5 separate regions of the Mus musculus genome follow, and regions 1, 2, 3 and 4 are each linked to region 5. The links are chromatin contacts, called in public HiChIP or PLAC-seq and promoter capture Hi-C maps. All regions are on one chromosome and are shown on one strand. The core of a region is the stretch at or near the end of the contact, and the rest is flanking DNA. Distances in the headings are between cores, read along the strand shown. Region 1 holds the start of Rcc2 (regulator of chromosome condensation 2). Region 2 holds the start of C630004L07Rik (RIKEN cDNA C630004L07 gene). Region 3 overlaps Gm13025 (a long non-coding RNA gene). Region 4 holds the start of Arhgef10l (Rho guanine nucleotide exchange factor (GEF) 10-like). Region 5 holds the start of Atp13a2 (ATPase type 13A2).

The links. HiChIP or PLAC-seq counts read pairs in DNA pulled down with a chosen protein or histone mark. Capture Hi-C pulls out chosen DNA fragments and counts their contacts.
Region 1: a contact with region 5 is called in an H3K4me3 HiChIP or PLAC-seq map of the SCID.adh cell line, with 13 read pairs. The contact joins the promoter of Rcc2 here to the promoter of Atp13a2 in region 5. A contact is called at or near these places in 11 of 39 promoter capture datasets (the 3T3-L1 cell line, 3T3-L1-derived adipocytes, the C10 cell line and 8 more), 2 of 484 Hi-C or Micro-C datasets (both in CD8 T cells), 14 of 115 datasets of contacts at active chromatin or transcription factors (the SCID.adh cell line, T-cell acute lymphoblastic leukemia, acute myeloid leukemia and 9 more) and 3 of 9 other capture datasets (adipose tissue, liver and pancreatic islet).
Region 2: a promoter capture Hi-C map of pancreatic islet shows a contact between it and region 5. The contact joins the promoter of C630004L07Rik here to the promoter of Atp13a2 in region 5. A contact is called at or near these places in 2 of 115 datasets of contacts at active chromatin or transcription factors (embryonic stem cells and pancreatic cancer cells) and 1 of 9 other capture datasets (pancreatic islet).
Region 3: an H3K4me3 HiChIP or PLAC-seq map of bone marrow-derived macrophages shows a contact between it and region 5, with 3 times the contacts expected there. The contact joins the enhancer-like site here to the promoter of Atp13a2 in region 5. A contact is called at or near these places in 5 of 115 datasets of contacts at active chromatin or transcription factors (acute myeloid leukemia, bone marrow-derived macrophages, microglia and 2 more) and 1 of 9 other capture datasets (liver).
Region 4: an HNF4G HiChIP or PLAC-seq map of pancreatic cancer cells shows a contact between it and region 5. The contact joins the promoter of Arhgef10l here to the promoter of Atp13a2 in region 5. A contact is called at or near these places in 2 of 115 datasets of contacts at active chromatin or transcription factors (microglia and pancreatic cancer cells) and 1 of 9 other capture datasets (liver).

Annotation. Positions count from the first base shown.
Region 1 is chr4:140,700,186-140,702,885 of GRCm38.p6, forward strand. It overlaps Rcc2 (regulator of chromosome condensation 2), which reads left to right and starts at 1,288. Exons shown (of 13, transcript NM_173867.5): 1 at 1,288-1,465; 2 at 1,962-2,250. The coding sequence starts at 1,972.
Region 2 is chr4:141,243,494-141,246,193 of GRCm38.p6, forward strand. It overlaps C630004L07Rik (RIKEN cDNA C630004L07 gene), which reads right to left and starts at 1,397. Exons shown (of 2, transcript NR_165245.1): 1 at 1,302-1,397. Arhgef19 (Rho guanine nucleotide exchange factor (GEF) 19) reads left to right here. Exons shown (of 18, transcript NM_001379647.1): 3 at 1,325-1,473; 4 at 2,682-2,700.
Region 3 is chr4:140,683,622-140,686,321 of GRCm38.p6, forward strand. Gm13025 (a long non-coding RNA gene) reads left to right here. Exons shown (of 3, transcript XR_001784551.2): 3 at 463-2,490. Among named protein-coding and RNA genes, the nearest start is that of Gm13025, 5.2 kb to the left of the region's middle. Within about 2 kb of position 1,335, at least 126 of the 459 cell types and tissues checked have an H3K27ac peak or open chromatin away from gene starts, as enhancers often do. A contact at or near this core is called in acute myeloid leukemia, bone marrow-derived macrophages, microglia and 1 more, where this site is marked.
Region 4 is chr4:140,664,626-140,667,325 of GRCm38.p6, forward strand. Arhgef10l (Rho guanine nucleotide exchange factor (GEF) 10-like) reads right to left here and starts at 1,262. Exons shown (of 29, transcript NM_001290803.1): 1 at 1,131-1,262.
Region 5 is chr4:140,985,498-140,988,197 of GRCm38.p6, forward strand. It overlaps Atp13a2 (ATPase type 13A2), which reads left to right and starts at 1,424. Exons shown (of 29, transcript NM_029097.3): 1 at 1,424-1,579. The coding sequence starts at 1,570.

The DNA of each region.
Region 1 (2,700 bases), core at 38-2,537, 290 kb before region 5:
TGGTTCTCCAGGATTCTCCGCCTGCCTTCAAACGTTTGGTCCTGTGCACCCTCCCCCCGCCCCCATCCCGCTTCTTGATGTAATTAAGAACGAACTGCAAAGACCCTAGAAACTCTCTCTAGTCAACCAAGGAAGTTGCCAAAAAAGAAACTTTCAGTGTTAACTCGGGCGCTCGAGAGAGAGAGAGAGAAGTAGGAGGATCAGGTTCAATGTCAGCCTGGGCTACACGGTCAGTTTCAGGCCAGCCTGGGCTACATGAGACGGAAACAAAACCCCAAAGAAAAACATTTGTCAGAAGAGAAAGTGACACTGAGATGCAAACCTTCCCCTAGTTCCAACCAAGCCGATCGTGCACGTGGCTTGTCGGGTCCTGTGAGGGGGGCCCTGTCGACTCCTCAGCCTTGACCCCAGCACCTCTGGCCACTTCTCTTCCCGGATTCCTAGACCCTGCACTGTCCCACGGGGTAGGGGAAAGGTTTCCTCTCCCACTTCTGCCAGGTCAGATTCTTTACAATTTTAAAACTCAGCTCTCCCAGGGAACGCCTTCCTTGATCCTGGAACCCGGTAAGTACCATGCTTTCAGTAATTTCTTAATCTTTCCTCTTACTTCGCCTTCCAACTGGGCAGAGATCTTGTTCTCCAGGTCTGTATTCTAAGCTTCTAGCACCTTTGCATCTAGTCTTGCTTGTACTGAGGCGCGGTAAATACGTTTTTAAAATGAAGAAAATTCCCATCACAAGTACTTTCAAGTCCACCTATGCTAATTACTAATTTCATAGTACGTCCCCCAGCTAATTACTAATTTCATACTACACCAAACCTTTATGTAACTTGATCATTCTAACAGCACCCGGCTGCACACTCTGGACGCATCCACGACGTATCAAATCTACCCTGAGTCTGCACAGGAGAAAGTTACTCAAATTGTGTTCATTTTTCATTCCCATCACTCAATTAGGGCACGTCCCTCGCTGGCTGCTGCGTGAGCAAAGCAACTATTTTCCAGCGAGTGTCCTCAGGTGACCTGTCTAGACGCTCAGGGGGAAAAAACAAGAGAATCTGACACTCTCCCGAGCCCCGAAGACGCCTTGTGACGCGCAGGCCGCGCTGCGTGCAAGGGCGTGCGGAGCGCGCAAGCGGCGGGGCCCAGCGGGGCCTGCGGCGTGGCGCCGGGCGTCCGGGACGCAGGCTCGGGTGGGCGGCCCGGCTGGGCGGTGGGGTCCTCCGGCCGGTAGGGGGCGCGCGCACCCGGGGCCCCTCGCCGCCCGCCGCGCGCGCGCTCGCTTGCCGCCCGGCCGCACATGTGTTTCTGTTTTGTGTTGTAGCATTTGTTCTGGAAGCTCGTATTTACATTTTAAGTGTATCTGGTGAGTGGGCTGGAGCCCTCGTCCCGGCCGGGGAGAGAAGAAGCCTTCGACCCCGTCTTTCAGTCGCTTCCCTCCTCGTTTCTCATCACTCCAACCAGGTAGGGGCTGGAAACCGTCTGGGACCAGTTTGCAGGGTCTGGGAAAGTTTTTTTTTTTTCCTCTTTTTTTTTCTCCTCTCCCTCCCCCTTCCCCCCCGAGAAAGGTTAAAAAAAAAAAAAAAGACGCTGGGGAAGGGGGGGTTGGGGGACGGAATGAATAAGAAGGGGAAGGAAGGCGGATCCACGTGGTTTAATCGGAGACAGACAGAGATCCCATTGTTCAAAATCAATAAAAAAAAAAAAAAAAAAAAAAAGCAGACGGGGCGAGCGCCGGGCCGCGGGGGCCGGGCTGGGGCCCCACGAAAGTTCCTCTTTTCGCGCGTGCTCGCAGGTGCTTGGGGCCCGGCCGGGGTACAGGGGGGGGTCCCCGCGTGGCGCGCGGCGTGGGGAGGGGCGAGGGAGCAGCAGGTGGGGCGGCCCACGCCGCGCCGCGCGTCCCCTCCCCCGCCCCGCAGCCCGCCCCGTGTGCATTGTGCGCCCCGTGTGTCTCCCGCAGCCCGGCGACCATGCCCAGGAAGAAGGGGGCGGCCTGGGAGGAGCCGAGTTCGGGCAACGGCACGGCGCGCGCGGGGCCCCGGCGACGCGGCGGCCCCGCGGGCAGGAAGCGCGAGCGGCCCGAGCGCTGCAGCAGCAGCAGCGGCGGCGGCAGCAGCGGCGACGAGGACGGCCCGGAGCTGGACGGGGCCCCCGGCGGCGGCAAGCGCACAGCCAGGCCGGCGACGGCGGGCAAGGCGGCCGGCGCGGCCGCGATCATCACGGAGCCCGAGCACACGAAGGAGCGCGTCGTGAGTGGGGCGGGGGCGGTTGGCGGTTTTGGGGGGGAGGGGCGCCGTGGGGTCACGCCCCGCCCCTCCCCCACGCCGCGCGGGGGAACTCCGGGGAGCCAGTCCCGGGCCGGGGGAGGGGGGGGACCGGGTGTGCGCGGCCACGCGGGGGCTGTCAGTCCCTCCTTCCCCCCCGTGCGTCCACCCCCCTCCTCCCCCCCACCCCCGCGTCTCTTCCTCCCCCCGAGGGGGGAGGGCAGTCCGCGGGGAGCAGCCGGCTCGCGCCGGGGCTTTGAGGTTCCCGCCGCTGCGGCTCGGGCGCCCCGGGGGGGCGGGGCCTGGCGCGCGGCGCGCATGCTCCGTGTTAGCCCGGCGCGGTCGGCCCGGCCGGTGCGCGCGGGGCATGGTGGGGGCCCGCGCGGCGCGGCCGTGAGCGCGCATGCTCCTCGGAGGCCCTCCCCACCCCGGGGC
Region 2 (2,700 bases), core at 147-2,646, 260 kb after region 5:
CCTCAAACCCTGGTTTCCAGAGGGATCCTTGCTTCAAGAGCTCTAGTGTGTCCTGGGGTCACATCTGGGTACCCAGCCACCTGAAGTCCCTGAGACTTTCATTTTTATATTATCATCAGAGAAGTGCTACCCAGTATTAAACCCAGCTCTGGACCTAAATCACTAACATCAGCGTTGGGTGGTCTGCATCCTGAGAAGCTACTGGGCTGGCGCCCCAGCTTGACAGGCAACTCCCATGTCCTCTTCCTGACACTCTGCTTGGCTTGGAACCCCTGTCTAGCCATGACCTTTCCAGGCCTGAGCACTGTGGAAGCAGACCAGCTTGCCCACCCCTGACACATCTCTTTATCCTGTCTTCCTGAAAGCCCTTAGCTCCTCCTTCAGCCTTCTCCTCTGAGGTCTGAAGATGCTTCTGCCTTAAGATCTGATGTTTTGCTTATTTAACTTCATAAATCATGGTGGACAGGAGTTGTTCTCCGGGGGGCGTGGAGGGGGGATTCTAGGCCCGAGTATGCACTTACACCTAAAAGAGACCTGTGTGCTGGACAGGAGCTGACTCTGCCCCCCTTCTGCTTGCTCCTACTACTGGCTGCTGGCCCAAGGCATCCTCCACCAAAAAGTGAGATGACACTCAGGGGACCGCCTACCAGAGACAAGGCTCACAGTGCCCTGTACCTGAGGCATTGCTGTTAATTCTTGTATTAGCATCAGGAAGTGGGTACCAACTCTCCTACTTTAGGTTGAGTGAGCTACCCAGATTAGTACTTATAGACCTAAGGGACAAGGGCTAAACAAGGGAGTGAGGTACAGCAGTTTTTTGGGAGAGAGCCCCTGAGAAACAGCCAGCCTCTCCCTCAATCCCCCCCAAACTGAGAGAAGAAGCTGGGGTACAGTGGGGAGCCCCAACTCTCATATACCAGACGCACCCTGATGTTGCTGGTTCCGGCCTGGGGTCAATGCTCCATCTTTTTGTACTGAGTCCTTGAGGGTTTGAACCTTGCAACAGTAAGCTGGGATCTCCTCCAGGAAGCCTTCCTGGCATACTGAGACTGGACTGGGCCCAGCCCCCTTCTGTGTTAGTGCCTGTGGTTTGCTTCATGCCAACTCAGATTCTAACAGCTTTTGTTTCGGCTCTTCCACCAGGCAACCCCACTGAGCTATTATTTCTTCACCCCAGTCAGTCTCCCTGTGTTTGTTTGTTTGTTTGTTTTCGGGACTTCTCATCTGCCTGGGAATCTGGACCAGTCTGAGATTTGAGGTGTCTCAGCCTCAGCCTGTCCCCGGGGCCTCAAGGGTCTCACCCTCTGTGGTTTCTCTTCTTCAGAGTCTCCAGAGCCAGTTCCTGAGCTGTTGTCTCTAAGGCCGCCATTTCTCTGGGTCTCCCTCTTATTTCTGCCAGACTGGGCACTGCCCCTTTGGCCAAGGGGCCTCTGCAGGGGTCCTCGCTGCCCAGACTGCCCACAGCGCAACCAGGCAAGTGTAGGCCCCCGCCCAGCCCCAGCCCGCTGCCTGCTCCCTCCCTCTCTTTGCCTCACCACAGGGTTTGATGAATCAAACTCTTTGTCTGGGTGGGATCTCCCCCAGCCAGCTGGGCAGAGACAGGGCTTCCCTGCCGGAGCAGGCAGGCGGCAGCAGCTTCAGCTGAAGAGGTGAGGGGCAAGAGAGAGGCCACAGAGGGCCCAGGGCAGAGGTTTGAGGGTCTTGGACCACTGGGCTCACCATCCCGCCCTGGGGTGCTGGCACACTGCCCAGGGATGGCGTCCTGCCCAGAAACGGCCCATTCTGCCTGGCTTGATCCAGTGTCTGGGAGCTGGAATGGGGATAAACCCCTCAGTCACCCCAAACTGGGGATTGGGCATCTCTCTGCTCTTTCCTGGGAGGGACTAATCTGGGTGGTGGCCCTCCTGCCAGTCTGTGACCCTCCCAGCCAGCTTGGCAAGGCTGTAGGCATCACTCAGCGTGAAGGGCCTCAAGTCTGGGTATGGAAGGGGTTGGATAACTTCAGAATGAGACATTGGGGGCTGTGTGTATCTGCATCCTGGAATGTGCGTACATGCCTGGAACTTGTGTGTGTGTGTGTGTGTGTGTGTGTGTGAGAGAGAGAGAGAGAGAGAGCGAGAGAGAGAGAGAGAGAGAGAGAGAGTAAGAGAAAAATCTAAGCTTGTGTAACAAACTAAACCAAACCAAAAAAAACAAAAAGGATGTGACTGGTGACTGTATACCGGGTACTGGAGTTTGACATGTTTCAAGTTATCTGTGAAACTATGTTTGCCAGAAGAAAATGTGGGTCTGTGTGCTGGAGCATGAATTCGTGTGACAGTGTATGTTATCTGTATGTCTGGTCACATGTCCACATGTGAGAGAATTTCCTAGGTGGCTAAGAACGCAGCTTTGGAAGCCGTGACACCTGTGTGAGAATCCTGGCTCTGCCATTTGGCTCTCTCACCTACAGGCGTCAGTTCCTTAAGTCAGTCGATGGAGATTAAATGAGATGCTATGTGGGTGCTTCCTCATCTGCTAAGTGCTGGTGATTCCTACTGGCGTTTATTAAACAGACATGTGAGTGTATCTGTGTCCTGTGCACATGTGTGCATGAGGGTCTGTGCGGGCCTCCAGGACATGGTGGCTCACTGTCCCTCCCTGTCGTACTATATCTGGGTCTGACACCTTCTCTCCTGCAGGCCCAGGAGGGTGACAGAG
Region 3 (2,700 bases), core at 85-2,584, 300 kb before region 5:
AGACACGTTCTCTCACTGAACACAGAGTCCATCTCTTCAGGGAGCTCCAGGGATCCCCAGTCTCTTGTCTCTCCAATGCTAAGCCTAAAGGCTCAGCGGGCTCCTCCGTGGGTGCCTAGAATCAGATCTCGAGCAGGAGGCAGACGCTTTAGTCCGTGCATGTCCCCACAGAGGCCAGACGTGTCAACTCCCTGGATCTGGCTGCACAGATCAGATCATTGTGAGCTACCCCACCCCCACCCCCCAGGGACAGCAGCAGTGCGTGTCCTTGTCCCTGACTGCTGAGCTCACTAACACCTTGCTGATTTACCTACTTATTTGAGTCAAGGTCTCAATAGGTAGCCCAGGCTAGTCTTCAACTTGAAATCCCCCTGCCTCCACCTCCCAAGAGGAGGGACCACCACCGGCACGCACCCCTAATACCAACTTGTCTCTCTCTCTCTTTTTTTTCCCCTTTCACAGAATGGCATGTTTCTTCATTAACCAAGACATCACTGACATGTTCTTCCCTCTACCGTCCCACAGGGAGCCTGGTAATTCCCACAGACTTCAGGCCCCGCCCCAGAACAATGAGGTCTCTGGGCCCCCAGCAGATAGGAAACACATGGCCACACAGTCTGTTAGATTGTCAGGATCAAAGCAGAACATCTGGTTCTGACCCCCAGAGGGGCCCCAGCCGGAGCGCCAGCTCCTGTACCACAGTGGAAGGTCATTTTTTCCAGCCGTTTCGTGGTTCTCCATCAGGAAGGGAGGGGGGCTGTGATTGCCCCCCACAGAACATCTGTCAATGTCAGGAGATATTTTCGGGTTTTCCAGCTGAAAGGAAGGAGGAACTGCTGACATCTGTGAGGTGGGGGCCCCCCCCCCCGGGGCTAGCGCTGAGCCAGCTGCGGTTGCTCATGTCAAACAGCAGCTCTGCCCAAACTGATCTGGGGAAACTGAGGGGGTCCCTCCTGGGGTTCCTAGCTTCATTAATAAACGGATTTAAGAATGAACTCAATTGGAGACACAAGGACAATTTTATTAGAGTCTAAAAGAAAACCCCCAGGGCGGGCAGGCTGTAAACCTCCGCAGCTGCCCAGAGGAGGAGAGCACAGAAAGGGAACTGGGACCATGCCATTTAAGCTGGGACGGAAGTCAGACACGTGGCTAGCAAGCGGCCACATGGTGCCAAGGGAGGCTTTGGAGAAAGTGTAAGGAAGGCCGGAATGTCAGAGGGAACCCCCAAAACCTGGCTTAAAAAAGAGATAGGAGAAAGGATAAACTTACGCTTGCTAAATAAACAAATTTACCAGATTAAGTGGCTGCAATAAATGGGCTTCCCCACTAGGGACAGGGCTTCTGGGAGGAGACCATAGTATCTCAGTAATTCCTTCTGCCTGTCTCTTCCCAGGACCCCACTGTCCTAGGAATGGCCCTTAGGGAAAGTGAATGACCCGCCTCCACCCCACCCCGAGCCACAGATTCCATTCTCTGGACCAGTAGTAGGTTCAAGTTCAAGTTAGTGCAAAGGACTGGGAAATGACACTTGGGAAGGTGACGTTGGCCTGTATAGTCACAGGACAAAAGGCAAGTCGTGAATCATTGCACATTATAGAGGGGGTGGGGGATGGGGGAGTGGGATGTGGCTCAACCGCTCACCTAGTACACAAAGCCAGAGGTTCAGTCCCCAGCACTGCATGTGGGCGTGCCTGCCATGCTATTGCTCAGAAAACCGAAGGATCAGTTCAAGGTCACCCTCACCTGGGTCGTGAGTTCTAAACCAGCCTGAGATACATGAAACCCTGTCCCAAAGCAAAACTAGAATGCATTGGCCGTGCCTTCAGGTAGACAAACCATAGCAGCTGAAGGAAATGCTGAGCTGAACTCACAGAAATCCACCTGCCTCTGAGTGCCCGGATTAAAGTCCCGGGCAACCATGACTGGTTCCCTGGTTTTGAGACATAATCCAGACTAGCCTTACACGCTCCGTGTGACCAAAGATGCTGTAGAATTTCTGATCCTCCTGCCTCCACCTTCCAAGATGAGATTGCAGGTGTGTGTGTCGATTCCTGCTTTATAAAGTGCCAGGCCGAAGCATTGGCTTCCTGAAGGCTGCAGGCAAGCACAGCTCCCTGCTTTCAAAAACCTATCGAATCAAAGTCTTAGCTTAAGGGTTGATGGAAGCTGCATCCTTGTGTGTCAAGAATGTCTTCTAAAAGTCAAGAGGATGTCAGGTCATACAAGAGGTGGATCGAAAATGGTTACTACGGGAGACTGAAGACAACTGGGATGATGCACTCGTGACCTACACCCTTCATCTCTCTGGAAGTGTCATGTTCTACACAGCCAAGGTCAAGAGAGCTGCAGATCCTCAAAGACAAATGTAGCCTCTTCAGAGAACATCAGTTCCATTTACACAGCACAGAGGGTGATCGTGCCAGAGAGGATGGCCCGGCTGTGTGTGTATGCATGTGTCTCTGTGTGTGCATGTGTCTGTGTGTGTCTGTGCATGGGTGTGTACGTATGTATGTCTCTGTGCGTCTGTCTGCACGAGTGTGTAAGAGTGTGTATATGTGCTGGGCAGTGGTGGCGCACGCCTTTAATCCCAGCACTTGGGAGGCAGAGGCTGGCAGATTTCTGAGTTCGAGGCCAGCCTGGTCTACAGAGTGAGTTCCAGGACAGCCAGGGCTACACAGAGAAACCCTGTCTCGAAAAACC
Region 4 (2,700 bases), core at 12-2,511, 320 kb before region 5:
GATAGGCCTTGGTCCCATAACTACAGGGTCAGTCACCACCACGGGGGTGGTTGTTCCCGCCCTGTCCAGTTAGCCAGGCTGTTGTGAGTGCCCTAGGGGGCCAGTAACATAGATAACTTTGTAAACTGTCAAGTACCTTGGTGAGACGCTGCCTCATTGATCACCAGAGTCCCTCCACAGAAAGCAAGAGGAGGCGGGGGACATGGTAATAATGGGAAAGAAGAAGCTGACTTAGGATCGAGGCTCCTCTTGTCCTCTGCCACGCCCACCCTGCCTCCTCCTTAAACCCCAGCTCCCCTTTTCTCCATCCATGAGAGGGGCTACTTCGCCCCTCTAGGCCTGTGATCAGAATAGCACGGACTCATTGGGGTTACTGAAAGATTAAGCTCGTCACACAGGCACTGCACTGTGCTAGCCAAATGAAAGCATGAAACGGGGACCCAGTTGAGTTCATTATGTTATCATTGGCCAGATGTTGACCAAACAATGAAATAGATCCTTTGAAACCAGTGAGCCGTCCATCACCAGAGGCAGTCAAGCTATGGCTAAAAAGCAACCTGTCAGAGACGCAGGGCAAGGCTGCCTAGTGACCTTTAAAATGCCACCCAACCACAAACGGGTACAATCTCTGCCAAGGAAGCTGTATAAACTGTAGTCCCTCCCTTTAGATGGGAAAGGCAGGGATGGGAAGGGACAGGACTGGCAGAGGAGGCCACCAGGGTATGAACACGGGAGAAACAAGCAGGCAGCCATGGAGCAGCAAGGAAGACCGAGAGTGGATCACTAGTGTCCAGCCACTGTGCCACCTCAGCATTCTCCGGGGGTTCGGAGCCTCAATTTTCCAACTATAACGATATTCTGAAGCCACAGAAAGCCTTCTCAACCTCCGTAAGCCTAAAAATAGGGTAGGGAACTCCCACCACACACCTGTGCTCCTGGATCCTTCCATGTCCCTCCTCCCACATCGTCCTCGTTAGCCCCCAAGCCTCCTTGTCATCTCAGGGAGAGCCGGGAACCCCAGAGCCCAAAGGTGTCAACGCAGGAGACCCTCACTACCTCCATCACATTCAAAGAACCTCTTCCAACTCTGCAAAGAACGAAGAGGGCTTAACTGGGAGAGACTGACCGACCTGGATTGCGCACAGTCCAACTGTGGTCCTCAGGGGAGAAGATGCCAGTGACCGGGGCAGGCGCCACCAGCGGGCAAGCATCTGGTGGGGAAGCTGCTGGTGGACTGAGCAGGAGCCTCAGGTCTGACACACTCGGGCTCCTGAGCCAGGCTTGGCTGGGCTTGCTGACAACCCAGCTGTATGAGTCATTAACCCGCCAGACCTGCTGGGCCGGTGCATTGGACACGGAGGCGGGCAGAGGGTGAAGGCGGAAGACTGGAGGACTGGAGGGGGCCCTGGCCTCTACCACCAGGAAGGGTTAGGCTGAGTCAGTCCCAACCTGGCTGGGCATATATCCCTCAGCCCAGCCCGGGAGGCCCAGGGAGTTAGCCAGGGTAGAAAGGAGAAAAAAAAAAAAAAAAAAAAAAAACAAAGATGGGTTTTCAAGGAGTGCTGAGCCCAGGGGATCTGCTGTCCCCTGGTAGGATGGGGCTCAAGACAGGACTCCGGGATGGGTGGGGCCCTATATGATCTAGATCCTTTAACCAGGTAAGATGGGAAGGGCCAGGAGGAAAGATCTTCTCCAGGACAGCTAAGTGACAGCTGTGTGGCCTCAGACAAGCGGTCTGGTCTCTCTGAGTCTCAGTTATCTGCTTGTTAAACTGCAGGCATAATAATAGTAATAATAATAGCCTCTGAATGATAGCACTAGGAACAGGGTCACCACCACGGGCTTCTGGCTCCTAGGGACAGCAGCTCAGGTCACAGAGTGTGTCTTTGGTGATGCAGGATAGGGGAATGGCTTTGCCAAAGTCATCTTCCTCGCTGTCGGTGTGGATGAGCACAGATTTGACCAACATCTCGCTTGCTCGTCAAGAACACAGGCATCTGAACATCAGGAAAGTCCATTGATCACAGTTGCTCCGCCTACTCCTTGAGCCCCAGGAAAGCCCAGCTGGAGACACAAAGGTAGCCCCACCCTCTCGCACCAAATCCATGCAGATCCATGGCGGTGAGCATGACTGAGCTCATAGTAAAAGACCAAAGCAGTTCTGTGCCCTCCACCGAGACTCCAGAGCCTGAGGTGTTAGATCAGGGACAGGCAACTGCAATCCTAGGGCTACATCTGGCCTGCCCTTGCTTGCCTAAAATAAATATACATGTATCTGAATGTGATCACTTATCATCGCAGCCTTGGGGATACTGAGGCAGGAAGATCTCTGGGAGTCAGAAGCCAGCCCTAGGCTGCATGGTAAGTTCCACTTGTGGAGACGCTGTCACTAAAACGCAAAGCGAACAGAAAAACATGCATTTGATCCTCCTCCTCTCTTTCCAGGGGTTCTGTAGACACCGAAGCCTAGCTGAGTCCTGACAGAGACTGCAGTTCCCAGTAGCCCCAGGGAGTTACACTGGCCTGTTAGGAAGAAAACCTGACAATGGTGACTCTGATGTTGGTGATGATAGTGGTAGTGGTGATGATGGTGATGATGGTGATAGTGGTGATGATGCTGATAGTGGTGATGGTGGTGATGATGATGGTGATGATGATGATGGTGATAGTGGTGATGATGGTGATGATGATGGTGGTGGT
Region 5 (2,700 bases), core at 174-2,673:
GCTGTCCCGGGGCTGGGGAGATGGCTCAGTGGATAAGAGCATGGGCGGTAGCCGGGCAGTGGTGGCGTACGCCTTTAATCCCAGCACTTGGGAGGCAGAGGCAGGTGGATTTCTGAGTTCGAGGCCAGCCTGGTCTACAAAGTGAGTTCCAGGACAGCCAAGAAGATACAGAGAAACCCTGTATCGAAAAACCAAAAAAAAAAAAAAAAAAAGAGCATGAGTGGCTCTTCCAAAGATCCTGGGTTCAATTCCCAGCACCCACATGGCAGCTCATAGCTGCCTGTAACGCCAGTTCCAGAGGATCCAACACCCTCACACAGACACGCATGCAGTCAAACACCAAGGCACGTGAAAAGAAATAAAATTTAAAAAAAAAAAATAGGTCCAAACCCAGTAATATGGCTCAGGGGGTAAAGGTGTTTGCTGGGGACTTAAGGTCAATTCCTAGGCACCCACAGAAAGAATATGACTGACTCTTGAAGACTGTTCTCTGATGTGCTATTGTGCATACATGCACCACCACCACCACCACACACACACACACACACACACACACACACACACACACACACACACACACACACACAATTAGAATTAATAGTGCTGTTTTGTTTTGTTTTGAAGAAAAGGAGACCCAGGGAGGTTAGCTTACACATCTACAGTCACACAGCCTGGAAGAGACAGGGGCAGGCTTGAACCTGCACGCGTAAGGTGCAGTGCTGAGGGGTGCGCCTGAGGCTGTGGTCGCGGACAGGACACTTTCTCCTCTTCCACCTCTGTCTCCCAGTATGGCCCCCCTGTTTGTCTGCCAGCAGCCTATCCGTGTGCCTGTCTTTTTGTCTGTCCTGTCTCCCAGCATATCGGTTTTCCGTTTGTCTGTTCTGTCTGGAGACTGTCCCACCTGTGTCTTCCAACCTCTCCCTCCCACTCTGCCTGCCTATTTGATGTTTGTCTGTCCGCCTGTTTCCTGTATTATTGTTGTTCTATATGGAGGCTGTTCCAATGGGGTGTCCCAACGTTCCTTTCTGTTTGTTTGTCTGTCACCTCTCTACCTCTTTGTCTGTTGTCTGCCTGGTGCCCCCCCCCCCGCCCCTTTCTGTCAAGCCGGTCCACTTGTGTCTTCCCAGCATCGCCCTCTGTCTGCCTGTATGTCTGCCTACCTGTCTCGCAGCCTGTCCTTTTCCGTCTATCTCTTTTGTCTGGGGACTGTCCCGTCCACATTCCCTTGCTTCCCATCTCTTCCCTCCTCTCCCCATCCCCCGACTCGCGCCTCCACCCACGCTGCCCACAGCATCAAGATCTCAGCGAGCTCCGGACAGAGGCCAGACTGGGAACTACAAGTCCCGGCAGCCCGCGCGGCAGCGACGGACGCAGGCGCCGTGGAGGGGCGGGGCTTGACGGCCGCAGACTGCGGCACAGTTCCAGTCGCCGTCGCGTCTTGCAGGTGCTGCCCAGCCCGGCCCCTCCGCGGATCGCCGCAACCGGCGCCCCCCGACCGTGCCCCGGGGCCTCGCACGCCGAGCCCAGGCCGCGGGCCACAGCGGCCGGCGATGAGCGCGAGGAGCCGAAATGAGCGCAGGTGAGCGGCGGCCCGGCCCTCCCTTCGGGTCTCATCCCCAGGCCCCCAGAGACAGATTTAGGTTGCCGCTGCGCTCACCCTAGGGCCGGGGGTTCCTGCCCTCCCCATCCCCTCTGAATGCATTCGACCCTGAGTGACAGGTCCCAGTGATGGACGCGGTGCACCGCCGTGGGTCCTCTGTGCAGCACCCATATGTGCTACATGAACAGGATTAGGGAAGCCAGCTCTCTGCCGAGGCACAAATGCACTCCTGACCTACACAGAAAGCTTGCCAGTGGCCACATCCAAGGACCATATCCTGCATGCCCCCCCCCCATGCCAGAATGAGTGTCTTAGGCTGAAACCAAAATCCCACCAGATGCAGATGGTCTGCTAACCTCCGGGTGCTAGCATGTCTCTGTCTAGCCCAGTCCCCAACTTCCATCCGACAGTGTCTTAGGTGAGGAATGGAAAACAATAGGGGGCTACAATTCAACTTGTGATAAGAACAACGTCTTCCCCTTATGCACCAGACCCCTGACTCTGCACTTGAGCAAAGTCTCTAGCGTCTAGCATAGCACCTAGAATCTACATAAAGACCTCCTAGGCGCACACCCTCCCAGCTTGAGGGAAGCCATGAGCTCATGGCCATGGGGGAGCCACCAGAAGTAGATGCTGGTGCCCTGGGCCACTGATAGATTAGCAGCCGGAAGCTGGGTCTTCCGCAGGAAATAAGAGGTTCCCAAATGGCTTTGACTCCCACCCCTCAGCTCTACGGTGCTGGTGTGGCTGCCCCAGGGCTGGGAACTGGGCTCAAGCCTCGTCTCTGCCATGCGTGTCTTTATGTTGGTCTTTCATTCTTGGCCTGCCTTTTCTTGGGCTTTGTGTTTGGGTTTCTGGCTGAGTGCTGAGAAGGGTGTCAAACCTGGACCTTTTGCTCTACTGGAGCTATATTGTAATTTTGTTGTTGTTGTTGTTGTTGTTGTTTTGTTTTTTGAGATAGGGTTTCTCTCTGTAGCCCTGGCTGTTCTGGAACTCACTTTGTAGACCAGGCTGGCCTCGAACTCAGAAATCCGCCTGCCTCTGCCTCCCCAGTGCTGGGATTAAAGGCATGTGCCACCACACCCGGTGCAATCTTTGCA